Regions from separate parts of the Zea mays genome. Here region 1 is linked to region 2. A link is a contact called in public Hi-C data. All regions are on one chromosome and are shown on one strand. The core of a region is the stretch at or near the end of the contact, and the rest is flanking DNA. Distances in the headings are between cores, read along the strand shown.

Region 1 (5,664 bases), core at 1,172-3,671, 180 kb before region 2:
CCATGGCTGAAGGGGTATGTGTGGAGCAACCCAATCACAAACTTACGACTCAGATTAAATCTCCTAAAAACCAAACCAGTACGCGTTTGTGGCCACTAGATCCAAGATCTACGGCATCGATTTTAAAATGGGGGAGATCTCATCCTATCCGTGTGATCCTAAACAGACCGCCCTGATTTCCCCAACCGAACTGACATCTAAGATCTAATCCCGATCCCTTGCTTACAGATCAACGGTCCTCAAACTATCCCCTTACGACGCCAGCCAAGGCGGCGGCGCCCCTACACATGGCAGAGGCCATGCCGGAGTGCCCCAATCGGTCCTCCATTGCCCCAAACCTTAATCCACCTAGCCCTTCTCGTTGCAGACATCATTGCAAACACATTGGTAGGTATACTACCAAAGGGCGCAGCATAAAGGGCTCCGCCCGTGACAAAGGTTTAGGGCTCCATGACGGTGATCAACGCCGGTGAGGAATTCATGGCCACCAAACCCATTAAACCCAATAGCGCCCAGTGGTATGCTAGGAAGAGATGACAACAAACGATGAGAGGGAGATATTACCGACAACAATGCAATGAAGCCCCTCAACCACGTCATCCCGCAGCTTTGCGGTGGCCACCAAGTTCGACGAGGAATCACACGCCTATTGAGCGATCCCGCTGTAGGAAATGGTGACGCCTAAGAGGAGAATAATTAGGACTTCTAAAAAATATCTCTAAACTAGGCAACAAATAAATCCCTAGAACAAAACCTATGCAAATAATCAATCTAGAATGTGCAAACTCAGTTTTGTCTATGTTGCTATCTCTACCGCAAAAAGGAGTTGTGTAACCTAAGTTCCAATCCTAAAAATTCTACACTAAGAATAGTAAAGATTGTAACTTAAGTAGAGAGAGTAAATGCGGAAGATTAAGGAGCTAGTAGATAAAGCAAACTCTCGTCGATGACGCCGGTATTTTTACCAAGGTATCCAAAACCACGCAAGGTCCCGACTAATCCTTGTTGGTGCCCCTACACAAAGGGTATCCTACGCGAGGGCCAAGAACCACGGTCGAATAACTCTATAGAGAGCCACGGGCCTTCTCCACGCGCAAGTGGTGCTCCACTTCCGGCTCCTCTCGGACGCTCCCTGCCGTCTCCACTATCGAGCTTTCGTTTGAAACGCCGCGAGCCTCGTTCTCTCCAGTACAAGGTGGTGGCCGTGACACAAACTCGGTTGTCACGATCTCGCAAGACTCTCGTCCCACTCGGTACAATATTACAACGACTCGCACAAGAGCCGAGGGGTTTTGTGGGTTTTTCTAAACTCACTCAACTAACTAGGAACAACCTTGAGCAAGCGCATAAGCGGTCTAACTAACCTAAGCACTACGCAAAGCACCTACACTAATCACCGAGTGATTCTATTAAGCACTTGGGTGTATGAGCACTTGGAAATGTCTATAACATGTGTTGGTATGTTACTTGAGCTCCCACACCTTCAAATGGTCGGTTGGGTGATGTATATATAGGCCCCAACTCGAAACTAGCTGATAGAGAAAAATTGCTGCTCTCTATGGTACACCGGACAGTCTAGTGTTGTGTCTGGTGCCCCACAAGCCATTGGATATGAACGCTGTAGGTGATCGTTGCCGCGTGTCAGCCTTGCACCAGACAGTCCGGTGGCTCTCCTCCATAGTGCCACCAGGAGCTAGTCGTTGGGCTGCAGTTCCCTGGTGCACTAAACAGTCCGTCGGGTGGCATCAGACTGTTAGGTGTGCCACCGGACAGTCCGCTGCTCTCAGCCGGACGGTCCGTGAGTGGCTACACTTTCTTTAAGTATTGAACTTTGCTTGATACTTGTTGATCTTCACTTATGATCTTCATAATGTTTTTTGAGGTGTTGCTTCCTCAATGCCTTAGTCCAAGTTACTTTAACATCCTATAAACTACAAATACAAACACATTAGTCTACATATTATGTTGATTATTAACCACCAAAATCATTTAGTTAAATGGGCTGAGGTCCATTTTCCTTACACCCGCGCACCGCCACGCGGACAACCTTCCCGTCTTCGGTTGAACCCACTGGACTCACTGCCAACGTCGAACCCGTGGTGTTGGGGATAAGCAACTGCGGCGGCGGCACACCTCCCTTCTCTTCCACGCTCGGCTATGGCGGCTATCACGACGAGGTGCAGACTCTAGCCAACATATGGGTTGACGCCGCAATGCTCGCAGATATATAGGCCCGGACGAAGTGATTTGGATCCTAACCGAATCCCACCCCACAAATTCTATTTCAAGCTCGTTGCTGCGACGCTGCATCGATGGTGAAGCGGAGCTGACCTCTCGGTCCCACGCGACGGTGACAGATGATGGTGTGTGCATGGCGGTGACAGAAGATAAGGCGCGGAGTGCGCGCAGAGCGACTGGCGACCGGGGCCTAGCTGTTGCGCTCCGAGGCTGGGTTGGGTGCATGCACGAGGTAAGCTGGGCCTTGGATGGGTTCTGGCCCAACGTGAAGTTTTCTTTTTCTTTCTTTTATCTCTTGTTTTTATTTTCTATTTCTTTTTCCTATCATTATTATTTTTAAATCTGAACTCAAATTAAAATATGATTTGAATCCTTAATTTCAAATTAAATGCAACACAAAAAAAATCCAGCATGGGATGTATACTTACATATCTTTATTCATTAATTGATTAAAACAATTAGATATGATGGTGTGCATGTATGTTAAATAATTAAAAGATCCGCATAATATATAGCTAACTATTTTCCCACTTTATTTAACAAAAAAACTGGGCATTACAGTTGTACACCCGTGTAAGTATTTATTCTGCAGACATACTCTAGCTAGATGTTCTTCAATTGCTAGTAAGAAATTACCTAACAAAACTGCAGGATCCGATGATCACAAAAAAGTTCATGCCAACTCTGCATATTCACTTCCATAGCATGAGTGAAGCATATGATCTCTATGAGACGTACGCTGTGTTATTTGGATTTAACATGAGGAAAAATAGGAAGAGAAACGGTGGCCGAGCGCAAGATTTTGAATGCTCATTTGCTGATAAAATTACTCATAGTAGAGGATCAGACCGTGATCATGGAAAAACAAGCAAAAAAGGAATGCAAAGCAATGCTGTGCGCAATGAACACGAGAGACGGGGTCGTGTTTTTTTTTTTAAAAAAAAGGTCATACTCGAGCACAACCATGTCCTCACTAGGCCCTCCACAATGACAAAACAGACACTACCGGAACCGACGGCTTTGCCGAGTGCCTGAAGCACTCGGCAAAGCCTTAAAAACACTCGGCAAACTCTTTGCCGAGTGTCGCACTCGACAAAGAGGGCTCGGCATACAGCGCATTGGCAAAGCCGTCTTTGCCGATTACTTTTTCTTGGGCACTCGGCAAAGTGGTTTGCCGAGTGCCAGAGAGCACTCAGCAAAGAAAAGCAGCCGTTACGGCGACGGGTGACGGAGACGGAGTCTTTGCCGAGTATTCCAGGCGACACTCGGCAAAGGAGTTACGTTTGCCGAGTGTCTGACTGACAGCACTCGGCAAAGAATCCGCTAGAGGGGTCCCCATGTCAGGTACTTTGTCGAGTGCTTGATATGGCACTCGGCAAAGCGTGCTTCTTTGCCGAGTGCCAGAGCCACTACACTCGGCAAAGAACCTATACCGGTGCCCAGGTCTTGGTTCTTTGTCGAGTGCTATGGTTCTGACATTCGGCAAAGCACTTCTTTACCGAGTGTTACACTCGGCAAAGTGACCAGTACACACCTTTTTTATTTGTTTTCCCTATTCCATCCAAACAAACAAAAGATATTTCACAGATATCACATATATACATCACAGATCATCACAGACATATATAGCCAACACAAACAATATTAACACAAATTCTGACATAAGTTGAGAGGTTCTCAACACAAACAGTATTAACAGAAGTTTAGAAGTATCAACACAAGTTCACAAGCTCTGACAAGTATTCAACATAAGTTTTGTGTTCGAAACACTAAAAACATAACTCTCATGGAGGTGGGCGGTTGGACTGGTGCTGCGTTGGGCTGAACCCTTCATGAGGGTTGTTGGATGCCGCCCCAGATTGGCCCTGCACAGAGAAGAGATTGCATGTGTTATACTATATGCATTACCAACATGTAACTACAATTTTGATACTCACAAGAGTATGGAATAGAGCAGGGTCAACTGCAGGGAACAATGGAGGTGGCGGAGCAAAACTCTGTTCGGCGCCAAGGCTCTGCATGTACTGGAACGTCTCTGCCATCCTCTGATCAGCCACCAGGCGAGCCTCCCGCTCCGCCATTATCCTCGCCTCCATCTCTTGACGTTCCCTCCTCTCTTCTTCTAGTTGGGTCTGTAATATTACAAGCCAACGTTATAGTAACTCAAAGAGAAGGTATATAACTCAAGGAAGCACGAGTTACAGAACCACTAACCTCGAGTTGTTGTATGCGATGTTGTGAGCTGTCGTGCTGAGGTCGTATGGCTGGACTCGAGCCTGTGCTCCTTGCTCGCACCTGAGACAGAGTGGGAGTGGAGGACGAGTCGATTGCCCTGTCGGCAATCTAGTACCGCCCATGTCTCTTGCCTCCTCCGACCCTCATGAGCACATCGGGGTCGATCGGCTCGGTGCTCGGATCATAATCTGGGCCATGGACCTCCTGCGCCATGGCGGTGTCGTCATGAAGGCGGCTGTAGACGGCGGGGTTGGTGTAGGCCTCGGGCCCGTCATTCGGGTTGTAGGTGACGTCGGACGTCGCCTTGCCCTTATGGGCCATAGCATAGGCCGAGAAGGTGGAGCAAGGCCGGCCACCATGTGACGCCGACTGCAAGAAAACCAACGAGATAGTTAGAAATAATATCTAATCCAATGCTATATATCTAAATAAAAAAGAGGGCGTACCCATGCTTCGGCATATTGGCCCAGGCTCCGGCTGTCTTGGTGGTGGGAAGGACCTTGCATCATCATACGCCGTTCTCGGCTAGCGTTGTGTGCCTCGTCCCAGTCAGCCGAACACCACCTATCCACCATCTGCTCCCAGCACAGAGGATGTGCGGCGCACCAATGTGGAATCATCTACAAAGTAAACACGTAAAGTGCATATCAGAAGATAAAATAAAATGCATGCATGGAGTACTGGTACCAAACATGCATGACTTTACCTGCAGGTACTGGTCCCTGGTCAACGACATGGTTCGGGCTTGCTGTTTGGTCACCCTCTCCCCAAGGACGGAGCCGTGGTAGCTGACGATGGCCTGGATTCCGGCCTCATAGTGCATGTCCACGACGAGCTTCTTACAGCTTGTGGTGGCCACCACATCCGCCCTAGCCTCGTATCCAGCCTCGCATCTGAAGAAATCCTGCATACAAAAACGATGTATCCATACCTTATTTCAAGAATTTGCAACGAATGCAACATATTTTACATTATACTAAGACTTACCCACATCTCTTGCTTCACCCGCTCCGCCTTGTTATTGAATTCCTGGTCGTCCCGGTCTACTGCATCGGGGGCGACGGCATAGTGGTCGAAGATGTAGGCTGGGCCCGTCACTCCAACATACTCAACCAGTCCAGGGAAGTGTTCCCTGCACAGCAGGACGAGGATGCCATTGGGGAGGCGACGATGACCCCCAGCAAAATCCAC
Region 2 (5,625 bases), core at 2,653-5,152:
TTGAGAGAGGGAAAGGGTTGAAAGAGACCCGATCTTTGTGACCACCTCAACGGGGAGTAGGTTTCCAAGAACCGAACCTCGGTAAAACAAATCACCATGTCATCCACTCTTATTCGCTTGTGATTTGTTTTCGCCCTCTCTTTCGGACTCGATTATATTTCTAACGCTAACCCCGGCTTGTAGTTGTGCTTAAACTTTATAAATTTCATATTTGCCTATTCACCCCCCTCTAGGCGACTTTCAAGTTGCCTTCAAGTATTGGACATAAAAAGGATCAGAAAGAGGAGGTTGAAGACATGTGGGAGCTTGATTACCACCCCGACCAAGGTTATGCACATCAGTTAGGCTCGATGTAGGTGAATATAAACTATTGTTTCCAAGGTTTCTTGAATCTGCACCAAGTGAAGCTACAATAGTTGCAGCAACAACACTCAGTGTAACAAATCCCTCAGCTAGGTTACTTGAAGAAAAAAGAAAACTGAAAAAAGAATAAACTAGATAAGCAATGGCAGGACTTATAATGAAGTAGATATGTAGAATTACTTTATGAACTTCATTGATAGATCCCAAACTTTTACAATCAGAGACATACCTTTATCCTTTCAACCGTGTCATCTTTTGATGCATTTACAGTGGGTTGCTCCAAGCGTTGTAGCGTTTTGGCGCTTCTCATCAAGGACATCCACGACAATGACTTGGGAAGCTCCAAAGGCTTTTCCTATCTGTAAACAGCAGCAAAACAAAAGTTCTACTTTTCAAGATGCAAGTAAGAGGGAAGAAGGGTCATGCTTGTTTGTGCATTCATAGTCCCAAAAAATAAGAGGAGAAAAGAAAAATCCTCAAATTTATCAGGCAACAGTTGACCTTGACCCAACCCCTCCAACTTCGATCACAGCTACGGAATCACGACGACCGCATTTCAGCAGCATGCCTTAGGGCACCATACGTGGTAAACACTGCACATCCTAAAATTCCTGATTTTGTGTATGGCAGCGAGTTAGGGAGAACTGCTAGCGCATTGGCCGGCACAATGCAATACTCTACAAGCCCACCCATACAATTCATGTACACCGGTTTCCCTGCAGATGGAGAATTTTTATGTTACTTGAAGTAATTATACTGCTGCGTTCTTGGTCAAAAAAATATATATTGCGGTGTTACTAATAATGATGCATGATGCGGATCTGTTTCCTCATGTTACCAATGCCCCTTAGAAAGGGTTGTGTCTCGCCATCATAGAGTGTCCCCTAGGCATGATTATACGCGAAGAAAGACTAACACATATCTTCTTGGTCCTGTATAAAATCAATGAGAATGAGCATAACAAGTGAGAAAAGCACATAAACATGTGTTGTAATTCAATGAAGTTGCTCTACCTTAACACAGTAGAAGCAGTTCCCCCATGACATTATGAAGGTGCCGATGAAATGACTTCTGACTGGGAACCTAAAACATTTCCAGATTTAGAGAAGTAACAAAAATGAAGACAACACCTGATGCCTGACTGAAGTGAATTGACAGCCCAACAAATCTATCACCTTGGCCATACATGTTGATGATCTCAACATGAGTGTGTGTGCCATGGTCAACCAAAGGCGCTACCAATAACATAGACTTACTGTGCAGCTAACAATGACAAATTGCTGGAAATGAGACCATTTCGCTAGAGTTAAATCCAACTCTAGTCAGGAACTATAAAAGGAATTCTGCTTGTTTTATATGAACTGGGCTGGGAAGACAGTTACAGAAATAGTCACTCGAAATTTACATGTAGAGGAACAAGCTCAGATAATTACCATCAAGAAGTGATCCTTTTCCACTAAACATAATGCATTTCTTAGTTCCAGGATGCAAGTACTCTTCGATTGTCTTAGGAAAAACTCCCCCTGGTATGGATCTGCAAGAAAAAAGATAGCACTTCAATATTTCAACATGACATGGTAACAAAATAATTTACTCTACACATGTTCATATCATTTATTTAGAAAAACAATCGGTTCATGGTAGAGGCACCATTTAATGAGCAAAGTGGCCATAAAATCTTTTCATTGCACTTATATTAATAAGAACTCCTTAAGGCCTTGTTCGGTTATTTCCAATACACATGGATTGGATGGGATTAGAAAAAATTAAGAAGAAGTTTGACGTGTTTGGGATTCAAACCCATCCAATCCCACTCAATCCATATGGATTGAGAGCTAACCGAACAAGCCCTAATGTGGTCATCACCAATTTCATATACTATCCGAAGATGGAATATGCACAACACAAAGTGCCAAAGTTCATCAAGAACTCCTTAATGTGGTCATCACCACAAATCACAAAGAATACAAAGAGGAATATCCTAAAAACAGTAGGTACCTCAAACATATTCAGGAGCTCACGCACAAAAACCTATCAACAATGGATTGGTAAAACACAACAATTCACTCACAAAGCAGTGGATTCGAAGCAGTTGAGGTTGAATTTTTTTTATAGCAAACAACAGTAGTGGACGGAGGAGGTGTGGAAGAGGAATGGACCTCGCCGTCGCAGATGAACTGGCACCACTCATTGTAGGTCGGGTGGGTTGAGTGGCGCTTGTGGAGATGAAGAAGTGGTCGCATTCTTATATCCCGAGAGGCAGCAGGCCGACCAGCGGGTCAGCGGGGCGTACGCGCGGTTGTTACAGAGGCTGTTCGCCGCCGGTGGGGACGCGTAGCGAGCACTTATTGTGGAGGGAGGCTGTTGTCGGTGACATAGGGGAGGGGGTGCGAACGCTCCTATTGGCCCGTGGAGACGCCCGAGGATGACGCCATGTCGCGGAAACGGGGGAGGACGCGCAGCTTGTGCTCGATGCGGAGGTTGTTGGCCGGCGACGGCGGAGCGGACGTTCTTGTTGGCCGACGGTGACGGGGAAGACGCGTAGGGGAGGAGGCGTTGGGTGGTGGCGATTCATGGCACAGGCACCCGCGTGGATCTGAGCGAGGCGGGGAAGACACGCGGGATAGGAGGCGAAGTGGAGGCCGGGAGGGGGACGAGCGTCTAGATCCTATCTGTCGGAGATCCTACGGGCAGAGAGAGAGATAGGGTAGAACCACGGTGCACACGGTCTACATTAGAGTCTTATAGAGTAGTAGAGATTTATGCAATATTTATTCTTATTTGAAATAATGTACTTAATAACATAAAAAAAGATCAACATCAAATTTGATACATATATATTTTAAAATATTAATTTTGTTTTAATAGTTTAGATTACCACTTTCATCCCTATTGTTTAAGAACGAAAACTTTTCATCGAGAAAAAAATTTACAACACCTTAAAACAATTTAGTATTCACAATACTTTAGTTTTGAACATAGAGATTTTACCTACATTCTCAAACACCATTATGTATAATATACTTTTTGTTTTTTTTATTTGTCGTCATTTATTTCAAAAATGAACTGGACGGTAAATAGTTTAGTTTTGAACATCGAGGTATTCTTAAATTCCACAATATTATTAGGAAAAAAACTGTGTTCCTAATCGCCCTTCGTGTACAATCGCATCGTCACGGCCTCACGGGCCCGCGGTGCCGCCGCCGCTACCGCGACCACCACCTCCATGTGGGGGTTCGGAGCTCCCGATGCTGGGTTCCTCGCCAACGCCGGCGCGGGGACCCGCTTCGTGCCCCCTCCACCTTCCGCCCCGCACCCGCGGAGGGCCTCCTCCTTGGCGGCTGGCGCGCGCTCGACGCCCGACATGGCCGCGCCCTCCTGCGCCGGGACACCCCCCGCGACGCGCCCGTTGACCGGGAGCTCGCCGTCTGGGACTCGCCACGGGCCGCCGCACGGACCTGACCCGCCTCCCCTGGTCGCTCTACACCCCCCCCACCCCCCCCCCCCCCCCCCCCCCCCCCCCCCCCCCCCCCCCCACACACACACACACACACAGGTAGAACGCCGCTCTGCGGCGCTACGACCGCCTCCGCCTGTGACCACCTCAGACTGCTGCTGCGGTGGCCACTTCCTCGTCATCGTGGTGGGCACCCACCACGCGGAGATGTTCGCTCACGTCTAGTCGTCGGAGGCGGGCGCGTTGAACATGCCCACGTCCGCTCGGCGAGACCCGACGAAAACGTCGACTTCGCACCAGCCCGCTCGCCGGGAACACGCTCTACCTCGCATTCCAGACGAGCGCGACGGCCCTGGAGTACGACTTGGGTGGGCACGCGGGAGATGCCGCCGCTGCCATGCCTGGACTGGCAGCGCGTTGTGCTCGCCACCAGGGACGATGGTCGTCTGGGACTCGCCATGACAGGCAAGTCCACGATCTACCTGTGGGCGAGGGAGGCACCAGCTCGGGGAGATGGGAGTTGGCTACAGACCAGAGCCATCAAGTTTGACACGCTGCTCCCTGTCGGTGCCTTCTCGGCCTTTTATTGATTTGGTTAGCTTAGTTTTGTGGATGGCGTCGGTGTAGTTTTTTGTGCGGACTTGCGATGTACTCTTCACCATTGATCTGAAGTCTCTCCGGGCCTCAAAGGTATCCAAGGACACACTTTTTAATGTGGTTATTAGCTGGTATGCAGAACTACAGTATATCAGTTGCTAAGCTAACAATCTGATTTTTGTGACCTTGATATCATAGGTGGTCTACAGAGTAATTACACGGATCATACATGGTAATGGCTCAGTGGTTCACTTAGGGCGTGTTTGGTTGCAGGACAGGGACATCCCCTGTCGTCCTCTTTTGTCCCTCTAATTTTGAGAAACAACTGGGGACAACACTGGGATAATCATATCCCAACCCTTGACCCTAAACCAAACAATCTTATTTGAGGGATCGTTTTATTTGAGGGGTCGTCCCATCCTATTATTGCAACCAATCGCATAGTAAAAACGCATAGTGAAGGCAAGGAATTCAACTGTCAAAGAAAAATAAAAAGTCAATCAGAATAACCATGTGAAGGCAAAAGCAGTCCCAAAGGTCATACATGTGCAGGGACTATTGACTCTGTGTATGTCTCTTTATATGTCTTTTCTTCTTGAAACCGACGCCCTTTCTCTCCTGGGAGCTTTGACGTGAAGCATAGCATACATAGTTTGAGAAACATTAAAACTCACCTTGTGTTTTCTTACCCATCTTGCAGTGTTCTCTTCCTGAGAAAGAGAGGACGGGCTCACATGGAAAGTTTCCTTTCTGTAGCCCTGGGTGAATTGGTGACTAGATCAATAAATTTCATCATCAACAAGTTCTCGAAGCCGCCGACACTTGCCATGGAGGAAAGCCTACAAAGGACTCTTCTCCGAGCACAGGTCATCGACGAGGAGGCCATGGGGCGGCACATTCCAAATCAAGCCATGATCCAGCAGTTAGGCATGCTGAGAGATGCCATGCACCGGGGCTCTTACGCACTCGACGCCTTCAGGTACAAGCCTCACTATGGAGAGGACGACAGTGTTCAAGTTGTGAGTGGATTCATGTCCCTATCCAAGTTACCCTTTGCAAAGGATCCCTATTTCTTCAGTCGAACTGCACAGTCTCGGGAACAACTACAAGAGGCACTTGACAGATTGGGCTCCATGATTGTTGATCTGAATGAGTTGGTGATGTTCTTGGCGAGCTACCCTCGTCTGCATCGCCAACCTTACAGCATG

Evidence for each region. Hi-C and Micro-C count contacts between places; a contact is called where the count stands out from the background.
Region 1: a contact with region 2 is called in a Hi-C map of leaf, with 4 times the contacts expected there. The contact joins the enhancer-like site here to the promoter of LOC100193379 in region 2.

What each region holds. Positions count from the first base shown.
Region 1 is chr7:29,370,985-29,376,648 of Zm-B73-REFERENCE-NAM-5.0, forward strand. No RefSeq gene overlaps it. Among protein-coding and RNA genes, the nearest start is that of LOC100285481, 11 kb to the right of the region's middle. Within about 2 kb of position 2,422, at least 17 of the 20 cell types and tissues checked have an H3K27ac peak or open chromatin away from gene starts, as enhancers often do. A contact at or near this core is called in leaf, where this site is marked.
Region 2 is chr7:29,545,880-29,551,504 of Zm-B73-REFERENCE-NAM-5.0, forward strand. LOC100193379 reads left to right here and starts at 3,903. Exons shown (of 2, transcript NM_001310441.1): 1 at 3,903-4,285; 2 at 5,118-5,625. The coding sequence starts at 4,218. It also overlaps the pseudogene LOC118473016.